2 separate regions of the Mus musculus genome follow, and region 2 is linked to region 1. Evidence: chromatin contacts called from public HiChIP or PLAC-seq data. All regions are on one chromosome and are shown on one strand. The core of a region is the stretch at or near the end of the contact, and the rest is flanking DNA. Distances in the headings are between cores, read along the strand shown.

The links. HiChIP or PLAC-seq counts read pairs in DNA pulled down with a chosen protein or histone mark.
Region 2: a contact with region 1 is called in an H3K27ac HiChIP or PLAC-seq map of embryonic stem cells, with 13 read pairs. The contact joins the enhancer-like site here to the promoter of 4833417C18Rik in region 1. A contact is called at or near these places in 5 of 39 promoter capture datasets (3T3-L1-derived adipocytes, cranial neural crest, frontonasal cranial neural crest and 2 more), 1 of 15 datasets of contacts at CTCF or cohesin (the NIH/3T3 cell line), 3 of 484 Hi-C or Micro-C datasets (bone marrow-derived macrophages, embryonic fibroblasts and embryonic stem cells), 19 of 115 datasets of contacts at active chromatin or transcription factors (the SCID.adh cell line, T-cell acute lymphoblastic leukemia, cardiomyocytes and 14 more) and 3 of 9 other capture datasets (adipose tissue, liver and pancreatic islet).

What each region holds. Positions count from the first base shown.
Region 1 is chr11:95,857,098-95,860,732 of GRCm38.p6, reverse strand. It overlaps 4833417C18Rik (RIKEN cDNA 4833417C18 gene), which reads right to left and starts at 1,916. Exons shown (of 2, transcript NR_045187.1): 1 at 1,651-1,916; 2 at 1-739. Gm38959 (a long non-coding RNA gene) reads left to right here and starts at 2,282. Exons shown (of 3, transcript XR_880173.3): 1 at 2,282-3,028. It overlaps n-TQttg6 (a tRNA gene), which reads left to right and starts at 1,490; the gene lies at 1,490-1,561.
Region 2 is chr11:95,980,874-95,984,508 of GRCm38.p6, reverse strand. All of the region lies in intron 2 of Igf2bp1 (insulin-like growth factor 2 mRNA binding protein 1), which reads left to right. Among named protein-coding and RNA genes, the nearest start is that of Mir3063, 19 kb to the right of the region's middle. Within about 2 kb of position 1,823, at least 105 of the 459 cell types and tissues checked have an H3K27ac peak or open chromatin away from gene starts, as enhancers often do. A contact at or near this core is called in the NIH/3T3 cell line, the SCID.adh cell line, craniofacial prominence and 7 more, where this site is marked.

The DNA of each region.
Region 1 (3,635 bases), core at 667-3,166:
AATAAATAAATAATAATAATAAAAAATTGTAAAAAAAAAAAAAAAAAAGAAGTGAAAAGCAGAGCTGTTTGGTTTGGTCTTTTGTCTCAATACATGTTTGGGGGCGGGTAAGTGGTGCCAGGGGACCTCTACAGAGTGGTGATCTGTAGGAAACAAGGTTGCTCAATTCAATACAATTAAGCAGCCAGTGTTGGTTCAAACTTTGCAAGCCTGACCCCAAGTAGTTTATTTGGTGAAAACTTACCTGGTGATAATTAACCCAATCACCTGTGCACAGCACAGCTTAGGACACCACTGCACTGGAACTCTTTGTAAAGTACATGTGACATCTTCCAGAAAGATAGTTTCTATAGACTGAGAAAAACATGCTCACCGATAAGAGTCCAGGGAGGAACTGGTGAGATCTCAGCCTATCAGTCTCAGGTCACAGGCCATTACCCACATCTGCTCCCAGCCTTCTGGGCAGAAGACACGTCATACATCTCTCTCACTAAACAGACATTCCTGTGTAGTTAACATTCCTGGTGTCCCTAGTGCTTATCTGAGCCTCGCACACAGGTTATTTCTTAAACTCTTGTAGAGGACTTATACAATAGCCATCATTATGGGGCCAAGCCTCACTATATTATAATAAACAATACATAGTCCAGAGCATCCTTGAAGCAGCCTCGAGGCACAGATGGATGTCCACTAGGGTAATGCTCCGAAGGTGAACTGCTGAGTCAAAGTGTTGACTGACCTGCAGAAACACATTTAGGGAAAATGAAAGACTAGACAGTGCAGAAGTGGGGATTTTGTTGTTGTTTTGCGGGATATGTGTGTGTGTGCGCGTGGTGTGTTGAATGGTGGGTGTCTGTTGTTAAAATTCTGACTGGGTTTTTCTAAGGATCGGCACACTAGAAGTTTCGGTAGTCCGGCCTTTTGAAGCGCGGGGGGAAGTGCTGAATTGGAAGCGCCAATCTCCCTACAGATAATTTGCATAGCGCGGAGCAGGGGCTGCGGCATCCACGTGCGGCGCACTCTCCAGCATCCCCGTCTGTACCCCAGGTTTCGTCCGGGGTTTGAACGGCTGTGCCACCACGTGCCAGTCCGCGTCCTTCCCCGCTGGGCCAAAGCGTCCTAGCCACAGCCCTCCTGATATAAACGCAGAAAACAAGTAGAAAGCCCAGGCTGCGTGCGCCGAACCTCCTGCCCGGAGTCCGGGACCGGAGCCGGCTTTCTCCGGACTTGGTCCGATCGGACGACCAGCCGCCCTCGAGACTTGGGGTCAAGAGCCGGGACCCTTGGAGGATCACCGGAAGAGGTGACAGACACCTCGGGGCCCATGAACGTTTGGAATTCGTAAGGACATGAGAATCTCGGTGGTTCCGTGTCTGCCCGCCATCGCGGCCACCGGCCACGGGCCCAAGCCAAGTGTAGCGAAGCTTAGAAAAGGTTGCCCAACGTCATGTGGCTTGAGAAGGCTGCCGGGCGCCTTAAGCCGCCAGCAGGTCCCATGGTGTAATGGTTAGCACTCTGGACTTTGAATCCAGCGATCCGAGTTCAAATCTCGGTGGGACCTCACTGAACCTTTTTTTGGCCTTAGAATCCCTGTTTTGGGGCCTGCAGGAAGTAGCAACCAACCCGAGCCTCCGCAGGGAATGCACTGACCTGTAGAATGGACGTTCAGCTTCCCTCCCTGTGTCTCAACACGATTACATTTCAGGAACAGCCTGGGCTGGGAGGCACTGCGCACGCGCGCCGAGTCGGGCGGAAAAATAAACGAGTTGATGGAAGACTGAACATAACTTTACCCAGGAGGGAAAACGAAAGAACCCGAAGGATCCCGAGGCTTTCCTGTCTGAGTACCGCTGCACACACCGCGCCTCGGAGTCCCCGCCCCCTACCCTCTGATTGGCTGCTGTGCAGAACGCGCGGTAGGATTGCTTTGTGAGCCGCGAATGAAGTGGCCGGACGGGGCCGGGGGGCGGGTAAGTGGTGCCAGGGGACCTCTGATTGGGTACAAGAGAGCGATTCCCCGAGGCTTGTGCGTTTAGGGGTCATAAACCCGTGTTTTGGTTCTGCATTGCTCACCCAGCGAGGTTGTGTTTCAATTAGACAACAGTCACTTAGTCAGGCTGGCAGGCGATCAGTACAGTTTCTCACCGTCCATGAGGTGTTTCTCCGAGAGAAGGGCAGGAATCGCTAAGGATTTCTTTAGCTGCATCGCGCCGCGGGTGGAAAATATGTACAGGGAGTATTGTATCTTCTTTGGATTAAGATCTGGGATTTGTGTTCGTCCCTGTGGGATAAATGACGAGGGAGCCTGCTGACGCATTATGGTCTCCCTACAGAGTGATTGGCACGGTGGCTATAGGTTCTCACCCTTGGGAGGATGCCATGGAAACCAAAAGGAGCCTCTCCCGACTCTCCGATTAATTCTCTAAGCATGCCTCTTGCAGACACAACCCACGCACTCTTTAAAACATCTGAATGGATCAGTTTGAATGAACCATCGCAACCTCAAAAAGATCAAGACGTGAGAGGAGGCACACTTGCGCTACCAGAAAATAAAGATGCTTGTTAACTGTACATTAAAGAAATTAAGATAATGTCTGGATGGATAAACATACCGATGGAACAGAATAGGGAAGCAAGATGCAGCCTCACCTTTATGCATAGTTTATAATAACAAAGGTGTCACAAATTTAAATAATAATAAAAGGTAGCACAACAGAGTTAGGGGAAAGGACCTACTTGACATCCTGCTGTGTGCTTGCTTATAGGGAAAGAATATGAAATCGGATTCTTGTTAACACTAAACACAGCAGAAAGTCCCAAGAGAATTGTTGACCTGAAAGTGACAGAAGCGGTGAGCTTGGCTGACGACATAGGGGAATGCCTACACCTCAGTTTAAACAAAGCCCGAATAAAACGCACAGACGAGGACTGTGCTACTCCAAGTACCATCAGAAGAGTGAAAATATCTGGGCCTGTTGCTCAATGGTGAACTGCAAGGCACTCAGGGCCTGGCATACTAAGAGAAAAGGTAAGCCACAGACTAGGGATATGCATGTGTAATGCATAAATAGCAAATAAATCTAAATAAATTCTCAAAGCCTGTAAGAAAACTGCCTGCCGAAAAATAGCAAAACCTGTGCTAGGGGCATAGCTCAGCAGGTAAAGAGCTTGCATGCAACCATGCTGGACCTGAGCTCCATCCACAGAACTCATGTCAGAGCTGGGCATGCTGGGGATTGTAGTCCTAATGCTGGGGAAGTGAAGGCAGAAGGGTCATTGGCCAGCCAATGAGAGAACCTGTCTTTAGAAAGAAAGAAAACACCTCACATTGACCCTGGCTTCCACATTCATACCAACATATGCACGCCTTTAATCCCAGCACTTGGAAGGCAGAGGCAGGCGGATTTCTGAGTTCGAGGCCAGCTTGGTCTACAGAGTGAGTTCCAAGACAGCTAGGGCTACACAGAGAAACCCTGTCTCGAAAAACCAAAAAAAAAAAAAAAAAAAAAAAAAGAGGAAAATAGCCTCAGACTTGAAAATAAGCTCACTATGTAGGATATCACTAAAGAGCTAAATCGGACAGGTCACACCCACCCGATGACAATGCTAAGTGTCTCCAAGAACATGGGATAAGG
Region 2 (3,635 bases), core at 574-3,073, 120 kb before region 1:
GTCGGACTGCACTGGGAGTATAGCTAGAATCCCAAAGCCCTGACCTCGATACCTAGGACCCTGTAGAACCGAACATTGTAGCTCATCTTTGCCTGTAATTCCAGTGTATAGAAGTTCATTTCAAAACCAAAACAGAAGATAATATTATCTTAATTGGTGTTTCTAGTATGCTAGAAAAATGGCCTTTCAACAAAATGTAAAACTATACATCTGGAAAACTAGATCTGCTTCAGGCTGGGTATAGTGAGTCGTGCTTTTAATCCCAGCACCACCCAGCACACCCAGGCCGAGGCAAGCCTGGTCTACATAGGGCAGCTAGGGCTATGCAGAAAAAACAGGTCTCAAAAAGCAAACGAAACCCAAAACAAAAAAGTAGATGGAGTTTTGGTTCTACTCCTGGCTTTGGCGTTCAGTGATTATGAAATGCAGACAGGATACTCATGGCGTATTTTAATCTCGGCCCTGGGCTGTCAAACAAAGCCGCCGGTAGCACATTTCTATAAAATGAACACAGTTCTATAAAATGGACCCGGGAGAGATACTCCTAATCCCAAGCACCCCCATGTGTGTATACGATGTGATGGGTGTATGGCGGTGTGATGGGTGTATGGCGGTGTGATGGGTGTATGGCGTTGTTCTTTTGTCTCTCTGCCTCTTTAAATCTCTCCTGGCATATTTCCCCTGCTTGGCCTCCCTGTCCTCACATCCCCAGGTGTCCTCACATCCCCAGGTGAATTTCCTGGTTAGCAGGAGTCTGTTGAGCTGCCCTCCAGGCTGGATCTCTGAGGGTCAGAGCGAGCAGAGAACAGGGGAAAGCTGTTTGCACTTAGGAACCATTTTGGCTGTTCTAACCATTGCCTTTAATGGCCACTGCTGGCGGCGCTATAGCTGCTAGAGGGTCAGGGCAGCTGGTTCTCTCTCCTTGCTGGAGCTGGGCTTGGCCCTCCCGGCACTAAGAGTGCTTAGGTGTGGTGCCCTTTTACCTATAGGACATAACCACTACTCAGCCTGGCCTTGGTAGACCCGGGTTTATTGGAGCAGGGTCAATGTAGCAGAGATGGAGGAGTGGAAGACTTTCTTTCTCTGTCATTGTGAACACATTTATTTAGATTCAGCAATGACTGTCACCGCCCCTTCCACTCTACCTCCAGGTCTCCTTTAGAATACTGTCAGGGGCTTGCTGGACTTAGCTCCCACCAGGAGAAACCCCTGGGAAGTGTGAGTTGTGCTCCCACTCATCAGGAGCTCTAAGCCAGCTCAACCTTCCTCACGCTGGGACCTTTAATACAGGTCCTAAGGTTGTGCTGACCTCCAACCACAACATTATTTTTGTTGCTACTTCGTAGCTAGTTTTGCTACAGTTATGAACCGTAATGTTCTGTCCTGATATCAGCTCCTAGGCGACCCCTGTGAAAGGGTAGGTAAGTAAGTAGGGTCTGTGGATCCCCAAAGAGTTGTAAGCCACAGATTTAGAGCCACTGTAAGCCCTCAGCACACCAGCCTAACGCAGCCAACTCTGGGCCTCTCATAGGTGGGATGAGTAAGTTATCCAAAGGGGTTGTAATGTAAGCAAGGGAATTTAGGTTACAGGTCCCAGCAGTGCCCTGTGCGGTTTGGGCCTGAAAGGAATTAGGTAGCACCAGGCTCAGTGGAAAGCCAGGCTTAGAAGACAAAGGTCCTCTTCCAGGCTATCCCCTTGGGTTTTAATCAGGGCTGGGGGCTTTGCTGAGAAGGAAGTCTGGGAGGAGCCTAGAGTGGGTTCCCAGGATGGGGTGTGTATGCCCTAGAGGGTGAGGGAGGGCTGCTGGGATGTCTTTCTTTCATTGGTTGGGTAGACCTGCCCTCCTCCCCCTCCCGCTCCTGGAACATTCCAGACATTCCAGCCAATCTGCCTGCCATTGCTTTCTGGATATGGATTAACAAACATCCTTGCAGAGATTAGATTTCACTGCTACCACCCTGCTCCTGCCATACTGAATAGAAGGCCCCAAATCAGAGTTTGGACAGGCAAGTCTTGGCCTTTGACCTGGGATTGCACTAATGGGTTCTTTCAAACTAGGCTCCTGTTCTGGGGTTGCTGTATGCCTTGTTTCTTCCTAGGCAGGCTGCCTTCATCTCCCCTCTATCCAGAAGGACTTCCTGGGGGGAGGTGTCCGGGGCTGGGCACTGTTCATTTTCTCCCAGATTCTTCACCCATCTGAACATACTCGGTGTATCTATTTGGTTAGCAAAGGTGTTTTGTGAGAAACCCTTACCAGGGAGATCCAAAGCTGCCTTTTGGCCAGTCCTTGGATCTGGTACCTGGTGGAATGGGGTCTAAGGACTCAGCAATGGGCTTGTTGGCTTCCCGTGTGTGTCTGACACAGAGCACGCCTCACGCCGCTGGACCGGGTGTTGACTTTGTGGTTCTCCTGCCAGTACTGTGGGTGCTGGGATTACAGAGGGTCGACAGGCTTATCTATCCGTGCAGTCCTGGGACTTGAGCGCAGGACTTTGTGTCTGCTAGACAAATGCTGTACTCGTGGAGTTATGTCTGTCTGTCTTCCCCTCCTCTTCTATCACTGCAACGCCACCTTCCGACTGGCCTACTGTTCTATAGACTGGCCTGTGCGTGCATCAGTCCTGCTTTAGCCTGGAATCATGGCTCAAGCCTCCAGACTCAGCTGACTGTTTCCAATCCTCACTGTATCTACTCTAACTTTGTTAGGTCAAGTTCACAAACCACCAAGGTTTTCCTTCAAACAGATCCACCTTTCCTTTAGCTTTTTATTATTTCTTTTTCAAGATAGGATTTCTCTGTATAACCTTTGCTATCCTGGGACTCATTGTGTAAACCAGGCTGGCCTCGAACTCAGAGATCTGCCTGCCCCTGCCTCTTGAGTGCTGAGTTTGAGGAGGAAGAGGTTGGGTTTGGGTCAGGGGTGACATAGCTAAAGGAGCCGGGGACACCACTGCTCCACTCTTTTAGCTATGTCATTCCCAGATTTTCCCTGCTGTAGCTTGTCAACAAGGAGTTGTCGCTCTCAGAATTTCAGACTCAGTGGATCACAGAGACCCTTCTATTTTACACTAGACCCTGCTTTGGTAGGGACTGCCTAGGACAACTAAGGCCAACACACCCACTGTTAGGGCCTTGCATTCCTTTTTGCTTGCCCCACCCCACAGCTTGATGCCAGCTCTTCTGGTAGCCCACTGAGCATACGTGACTCAGCATTCTCTCACCTTGGGTACACTACACCGGTATTTTGCCTTCCTGTATGCCTGTGTGCCTTGTGCATGCAGTGCCTGTAGGGGCCAGAAGAGGGCATCTGATCCCCCTCATTATAGAAGGTTGTAACTCATCCTGGGCCTGGTGGCAATTAAATCCTGCTCCTCTAGAAGAGCTCCCAGTACTCTAAACCGCTGAGCCATCTCTCCAACGCCCTGGATCTCCGCCCTGGATCTCGTCTTTGAACTAAAGGTTTGTACGGGATCAAAGACACACAGAGATCTAAATGACAATTGACTAACCCATCAAGTCAATCTAAATGTCTTAAGCTCAGAGATTAAGGTATTGATTTGGGTGGTGAGCAGACTCTCTGGGTCACTCTGGACCTTAGCCTTGAACCTGCATTCCTCAAGGGAAATCAGTTTTT